2 separate regions of the Sus scrofa genome follow, and region 2 is linked to region 1. Evidence: chromatin contacts called from public Hi-C data. All regions are on one chromosome and are shown on one strand. The core of a region is the stretch at or near the end of the contact, and the rest is flanking DNA. Distances in the headings are between cores, read along the strand shown.

Evidence for each region. A called contact is a pair of places that touch in the nucleus more often than the background predicts.
Region 2: a contact with region 1 is called in a Hi-C map of skeletal muscle, with 3 times the contacts expected there. The contact joins the enhancer-like site here to the promoter of PHLDB1 in region 1. A contact is called at or near these places in 3 of 5 promoter capture datasets (fetal skeletal muscle and liver), 17 of 47 Hi-C or Micro-C datasets (alveolar macrophages, brain, embryonic fibroblasts and 8 more) and 2 of 2 datasets of contacts at active chromatin or transcription factors (alveolar macrophages and skeletal muscle).

The regions. Positions count from the first base shown.
Region 1 is chr9:45,900,145-45,903,914 of Sscrofa11.1, reverse strand. PHLDB1 (pleckstrin homology-like domain family B member 1) reads right to left here and starts at 1,816. Exons shown (of 26, transcript XM_021062931.1): 1 at 1,552-1,816.
Region 2 is chr9:45,943,948-45,947,685 of Sscrofa11.1, reverse strand. PHLDB1 (pleckstrin homology-like domain family B member 1) reads right to left here. Exons shown (of 26, transcript XM_021062931.1): 24 at 1,059-1,144; 25 at 888-920. Among named protein-coding and RNA genes, the nearest start is that of TREH, 20 kb to the left of the region's middle. Within about 2 kb of position 2,230, at least 11 of the 83 cell types and tissues checked have an H3K27ac peak or open chromatin away from gene starts, as enhancers often do. A contact at or near this core is called in alveolar macrophages, liver and skeletal muscle, where this site is marked.

The sequences.
Region 1 (3,770 bases), core at 567-3,066:
GGCTGGAGGAGGCGGCAGGACGAGGTACCATTGTAGTTTGAGGTGTGATTTTAGCGTGTACCGGGTGGAGGTGGAGTGCCGGAAAAGGGCAGCTCTCCAAGGCCGGGGGACAGAGTGGGGTTTCCGCACCGAGCAGCCCTGCCGCCCTGCGCCGCCCTGCGCTGCCCTCCCTGGGGCCGCCAGGTGGGACAAGGCCGCAGTGTTGGGCCGCCTGCCGGGCCGCCCCGCCCGCCGCTGACGCTGGACAAGCGGCCTTTCTTTGGCCTGGCGGGGAGAAGGGGCCGCTTGTTTGCTCGGCGGGGGAAAGGGGCGGCCCCCAGACACCGCCGGCTCCTCGCGGGCAGCTTGGGGGGGGGGGCGCTTGTGTAGCATTTGTGTGTGTGAGGGGAGGTGCGTGTTTGAAGGGAGCGCGTGTGTAAGAAGCTGCATGCGTGAGGACTGAGTATGTGATGGGTGTGAGCCGTGGGGGCTGCGTGTCAGGGAGTGCGTGTGCGCGGGGAAGGGTGTGTGCGCGGGGAAGGGCGTGAGCGCGGGACGCCGCAAGTGTGAATGTGGACCTCCTGAGAGTGCTTGGCGTGTGTGTAGAGTGTGTAGAGGTCTAGGAATGTTTGGGTCCCACACGTGTAACTGCAGAGAGAGACAGGGGTGTCGGCGTGGCTTGTGTAGTGGGAAGGGTGAGTGGGTGGTGCCTGGTGGGGCACCGAGGGTGTCTGCTCGTGGGATGCCTGACGTGGTGGGGAGTTTTGTTTGTGTGTGACCGGTCCGATGAGTCAGCCCTCCGGGAGGCTTCGGGACCGCTGAGCTAACGGGCCCAGAATGCAGCCCCGCCCCGGCGCCCTGGGTCCCCCGCCGGGCGGCGCGCTCTCCCGGCCCAGCCGCCGCTCGCGCCAGCCTGGGCGGAAGAGTCAGCGAGCGCCTCGGCAACCCCGCGGCCCCTCCCGGGCCCCCTCCCGCCCGCGCTTCCCAGTCCCAGAGGAGCCCGGATGACCTGGCTCAGCCTCGGCCCGGGGAACTCCGCAAGGGATTCGAATCCAGACCAAGCGGGAACTCACTGACCCCACAGCCCTCTCCAGCCTCCAGGACCCCTAAAGATGCGGGTCCTCCGAGGAGGGCCCGGGAGGCCCCAGATGTGCCACCTATCTACTGATACTCCCACGAGTCGCTCCCGGATACTACTGCCTCCGAGCCCTACTTAACATCCCTTTCCCATCCCTAAAGGAGGCCCGGCTCGGGACAGAAGCAGAGATGCCCCAGGGGACCCCCTCGCTCCTGGTGCAGTGCTCTTAGTCCTTCTATCAGCGGAAGAGCAGAGGTGTGGGGGGCAGGCGGACGAGTCCCAGGAGTATCGCCGGGCTGCCTGGGTTCCCGCAGGAGACTCTGAAGGGACAGGGTCCTCGTTCTTCCAGAGTGGGATAGGGGGTGAGGGGTGGAGCGCGAGGGCCCCCTCTGGCGGCGGCGCGGGCAGCGGCTCAGGAGGGCAAGAGTAAGGAGTTCCCAGGAAAGCAACGAAGCCCATTCTGCAGAAAAACCTTGGCGCTCCCATGCACTCACCTGAGGCACCCCCTCCTCCTCTAAGGGTTTCTTCCGGGCTCTCCAGCCCAAAGCTGATCTGAGGGCTGTCGCCAGGCCCCTGGGATTTCCTCCTGTCCTGTCCCAGCAGTGCAGCTAGCAGGACTCGCAGGCTCAGTGAGAGGGAACGTTCTTACCTCGGCGGGAGAGGGGGACACCGGTTCCTTAGCCCGGCTCAGCCTCTGAGGCCTCAGGCTCCGGAGAACACTCTTGCTTTTCCCTGGGAGCCCAGAAAGTAGGAGGAGAGCGAGCGGGTCCCGCCTCCCCATTCCCCACCCCACCCCCACCCCCACCCCCCGCTAGTCCCCGCCCCCGTCCCCCGTCCCGTCCGCCCGGCCAGCCTGAGGAGACGCCCTTGTGGGACCGGAGCCCAAGGTCCCCCCCACCCACCCTTTCCCAGAGCAGCACCTCCCCCCCCCCGCCCCCGCCTGCACAGCGCCCGCTTTGTTCATCTCTGCAGCTGGGCTCTCGGCTACCACCACCACCGTATACACCCCCCATCCCCACTCACTTTCCGGGTCCGACTCTCTTAGACCACCCTCCAGCCTAGGCTTTAAGGTGCTTCTGAGGATTGACAGTTTCTCTCTACTTCCGCCCCCCCCCCCCCGCCCCGAACTTTAGATGTCTAAACCCTCCATCAGCTCCCAGTGAACCTCATAGTCCCAGCCCTCCAACACACTCTCAATATTTCCAAATACCTTCAGGGGATATCCAGGTTTGGCCTCTGTCGCTCCTGCTCATCCTACCACCATGACAGCTTATGGGGTTGATAACCCTGCATATACGGTGGCACAGATATTTTCAAGGATAGGTACAAGAAGGCGTGTTAAAGTGCCATGCAAACTGTAAAGAACAGGAAAGCTGAATGGAAGTGTCATCCTGGCCCCTTGTTAGCTCCACCCCCACCACAACCTGCAGGATTATAACTGGAAGGCAAACGATAGATTTATAGTTGAGCACACCATCCTATAGCAGTTTGGATCTCTGTTGGACTGAGAAGTTAATAAGGAAAAAGAGGAGGGACTAAAAACCTAAGAGAAACCTAGACACTGAGCCTGGCTGAAAGTCATGCTCCTTTTCAACCCCCACCCGAAATCCAACGCTGATAGTGGATCCTTACCTTGCAAAGCCAGCTCTTGCCTCAAGAGACTGGGGAGGCCCCAGGGAACTGAACTCAGCTAGACTGGATTCCTTTAACTTTCATTAGAGGGACCTCTGAGACTGACTCTTCCTCCCTGAAGGAGAAGGCAGAAAGTCCCCAAGCCCCAAGGAGAAAGCAGAAAGCCCCCAATTCCAGGGGGGGAGAATAGCAGAAAATCAGGGACAAGTCTTGTTCTGATTCAGTGACTTTAGTGTGTACCCTCTCTCCCTACCTAACTCAGGAACGACAGGAGGTTGAACTTCAGGAATCTCTGGTCACTCATTGACAGGGCCAGCATTAGCAGGGGGCCCCCCACAGCAGGAGGCAGGAGATGACTGGAGCCAGGCAATGGACAAAAAGGGGGAGGGGGAGGGAAGCTCTTTGCAGCTACCTGCTATAGCTAACAGAGGTCGAACTATCAGGCTACAGCATGTACCGGAAAGCCCCAAGATTTGGCCAGGGGTGGGGAGCAATGTTGAGAGTGGAAGCCTCTTATTCTTTTTTCATACTGGTTGAGGCTCATAAAAGTACTTTTATTCTAGCCATCTTTCATGAGGCAGATCATAAAAGTAATTTTCAGGCTATTCTGCTTAAAAAAAAAAAATTAAGAAAGAAAAGGCAAAAAAACAAAACCCAACTGTTGTATCCTATGTGCCAAGACCCAGCATTTGAGGGAAGGGGCTCAGATTGGGGTACCCCAGAGATTTCACATAACTGTTTCACAACTCCAGCTCTTCTTTACCGTCTTGGTCAGGAGGAATTTCAGGGAATAATCAAGCCTGCCACGGAGGTTGCAGATGCTGAGACAGAGTTGAGACATCACTCAACTTCTCTCTGTCCTCGAAGCCCAGCAACCAGCTGACCCCATGATAAAGGCTCTGTGCAATGTGTCCTTGTTCCTGTTGTGTTGGGGCCCTGCGTTCCCACAGTTAGAGCACTCAGGAGACTTCAGACCTACCATCCCCACCCTCCACCCCCACCCTGCTCCACATCTGGAGCCCATCAAAACACTCAGTGCTCGCTCGCAGTTACGCAAGAGGTCGAGCAGCTGGGAGCTTAG
Region 2 (3,738 bases), core at 981-3,480, 43 kb before region 1:
TCCCTGGCCAGGCACAGTGGGTTAAGGATCTGGTGTTGCCACACCTGTGGCTTAAGTTGAAACTGAGGCTCACATCCGATCCCTGGATCCCTGGCCTGGGAACTCCGTGTACCTCAGGGGTGGCCAAAAAATGAAAAAACAAACAAACAAAAAAAGAATCAGACTCAGGAGTTCCTGTTGTGGCTCAGCGGTAACAAACCCAACTTGTATTCATGAGGATGAGGGTTCAATTCCTGGCCTCATTCAGTGGGATAAAGCATCCGGTGTTGCCGTGAGCTGTGCTGCAGGTCACAGGCATCGCTCAGATCCCGCATTGCTGTGGCTGTGGCCTAGGCCTATAGCTGTAGCTCCAATTCAAACCCTAGCCTGCCCTTCCATACGCTGCAGGTGCAGCCCTAAAAGACCAAAAAAAAAAAGAATTACTCAAAGAGCTGTTCCAGCAAGGGCCAGAGGCTCTTCTCAGCAAAAGAGGAACAGATGGGGAAAGCTGGGATGCTGGGCTCCAGGGCCCCAGAGGAGCAGAGATGAGGGCTGGAGCGGGCGTCTGAGGCTTGGCGGGAGAGAGGCCGACTTGCATGAAGGCAGCCGGCCGCAGCCTCAAACCTCTCCTGTTGATCAATCCTCTGCACCAAGTCTAATCTCTGAGGCCCCCCACTCCCTTCTGCATCCCTTCTGCGCTGCGCCAGAGACCTCCTGCCGCCATCCTAGGAGAGGGAGGCAAGCAAGCCCACTGGAACCCACAGGGGCTTCCTGCTCTGCAACCCACCTGGCTCCTCCCTCAGGCCCGGGGGGAAGGGGCTTAGGGGAGAGTCAAGGGTCAGGGGTGAGAGGGCATAGGAGGCGTTAATGTGCGGTAGTTCTAGTTACAGGTACGTGGGGAGGGGTACCTCAGTCACCAGAGTGAAGCTGAAAAACCTCTTCTGGGAAAGGGAGAGGGAGAGAGGAAGAGAATGTTTACAAAGGGCACAAGGAACGGGTCTGAGGCCAGAAAAGAGCGGGCTGGGCCCACCCCTTCCCCTTCCCCTTCCCCTTCCCCGGGCTGCCCCTCTGGCCCTCACCTTGGCTGCACTGCGCAGGTGGTCATAGTACACTTCCTCGATGGCCTGGAAATAGATGACCCCCTTCAGCTTCGTCTCATGCTTGTCTGCAAAGGAATAAGGGCCGGGCTGAGGAGGCCTGTCACACTTCCGGTCAGGCGCCATGGACCTGGAGCGTCCCCATCCAGGAAACAGGGTGATTCCCAGGCCTCCACAGCAGAGCCCAGCAGGGAGCCCCAAGGACCGAGTTGGTGCTCAGCTTCCCTCAGAATGACAGAGGCTGCGAATCAGAACTCCACCCAGACACCACTTCCCACTTATCGCAATGGCAAGAATATACCCAAAATACACAGCATACTTTTGGCAAGTCTGTGGGGAAATAGGTAGAATGATAAACCCGAGAGGTGGGAGTATAGTTGGTATTTATGAACGATTTGGCCATATCCTCCAAAGTTAGAAAGGCATTTGCCCTTTGAGCCAATGTTTACACTGATGAAAATTCATCTTACAATGTACAAAATAACAAATTTACAAGATAAGTCACCCCAGCAGTATTTACAGTCACAAAAGACTGGAAACAACCCACGTATCCAGCAAGTGGCGATGGCTAAGTAAATTAGACTGCACCACTCGGCAGAACACACACAGTGCTTGAACAGAATGACAGAGAAATATCTGATGCAGATTCAGAAGTAAATCTATAAAATACATCCAGATTTAAATATCTAGATAGACCTATGTCTGAGACAGAACTCTAAGTTACATTAGCAGAACAACAAAGATTGTATCGTGTGCTACTTTCTGTGTGAGAAACAGGTTAAGAATATATGTTTGCATTTGTTTATATTCCCTAAAGAGACTCTAGAAGGATACACAAGAGATTAACAAAAGAAGTTATCTCTAGTGAGACAGGGCATAATTCTCAATTTAAACCTTTTTCTGTGTTTGAAGTTCTTAGCATGTGAATGCATTTATCTGCTCAACACCAACACTCAAAAATAGGAGCATAAGGCATCAGGAGGGAAGGGTGGCAGGAAGGAGGTGGGCAGACAGAGCAGATGCCCGCTCCAGTGGGGGCAGAGCACTGGCAGCAAAAGCACAGGGCCTGGCCCACCCCCTCGTGTGCAGACACTGAGCAGGCACCCAACAGACAGCCTGGACAGCAAGCCTGAGTCACACAGAAAAGGTCACACGGTCACCACACGCCGATGACCAAGGCTGACACAGGCACCTTCTCCCACCCACCTCCTGGGCTGGTTCAGCCTGAATCACTGACCCTGGATCATCACTACAGCCTCCTGGTGTGCCCTGCCCCACCTCTGCCCCAAACCCGCCTTCCCTCAGGCCCAGGGGCTGAGCTTTCTGAAGCAAATTGAATCCTGCTGCCTCAGCTCACAGCGTCTCTGGGGTTCCTTCACTGGAAGCTGCTGCCTCCCTGGTTATTGACAAAGGTTACTGGCAAAGGCTACTGGCAGTTCGGTGCCAACACGTCCCTCTGGCCTTGCCTCATGTCCCTCCCCTGCACCAGCCCCACGTGCTATCTGGCCAGGCTGAGCTTCTCACGGTCGCTTAACAGCCCACTCTGCCAACACTGGAATGGTCTCCAGCCCAATCCCTTGGCAAACTCCTACGTCATTTCCAAAACCCTTTGCAAATGTCACCACTAGTGCACAGCTGTGTCTCCTATGCTTTCACAATACATGTTCCTCTGTACAGAACTTATTCTGCTGAATCTGAATGCTCTTTTATCTGTTCACAGGTCTAGCTCCTCCAACACGGACTGCGTGCCTAGCAAAAGGGAAGTGTTCAGTCAATGTTGAATAAATGAGTCAGAGGCACTGGGATCCAAAGAAAAGTAAGAGACCTTTCTCTCTCTCTCTCTCTTTTTTTTTTTTCTTTTCTTTTTTGTCTACACCTGAGGCATATGGAAGTTTCCAGACCATGGAATGAATCTAAGCTAAGACTGCAACCTGTGTCACAGCTGGGGCAATGCTGGATCCTTACCTCACTGCGCCCGGCTAGGGATCAAACCTGCACTGCTAGAGACAATGCCAGATCCTTAACCCACTGTACCACAGTAGGAACTCAGAGACCCTTCTCTTAGGAACCCACAACCTAGCAGGGAAGAAAGCACAGGCACACAGCCCTTCATCAGCTGTCTGACTTGGGCATGGTTAGGATTCCAAGAGAACACCTGCAGGTCGCAGGTGGTCCTGAATATGAAGGGACAAAACACACTCCAAGGGCTCAGCACCGTGTCTGGCACAACACATGTGGCATCTGTCATGACATCAATATGCCCCAGGGCTGATGTCACATGGCAGATGGAGCCTGTGTAACACAGGAGTTATACCTGAGGGCAGGAATCGTTTCCAGTGAGCTGGGGCCAGGAAAGGCTTCCCAGAGGTGGATTCTGATCTGGACCCTGCAGGATGGAGGGGTTTCACGGGGTAGGTGGGAAGACAGTGCAGGCAAGGGCAGGGAGAATGGACGAGCTGAGGAGCAGGCAAGGCACAGCCAGGGTCCTGACCCAGCCACAGGCCCATCTCCCTTGGACACTTCCTCCTCGGGACAGCGACCCAGCCCCATCCCGGCCCCTGGCCCGGCCATCCCTGAAGCCTCCATTGTCTCCCATCTCTTCCTTTCCTGGAAATAGTAACACATTCCTGCCTCTCTGTTTCCTTACCACCCACCTACCCTC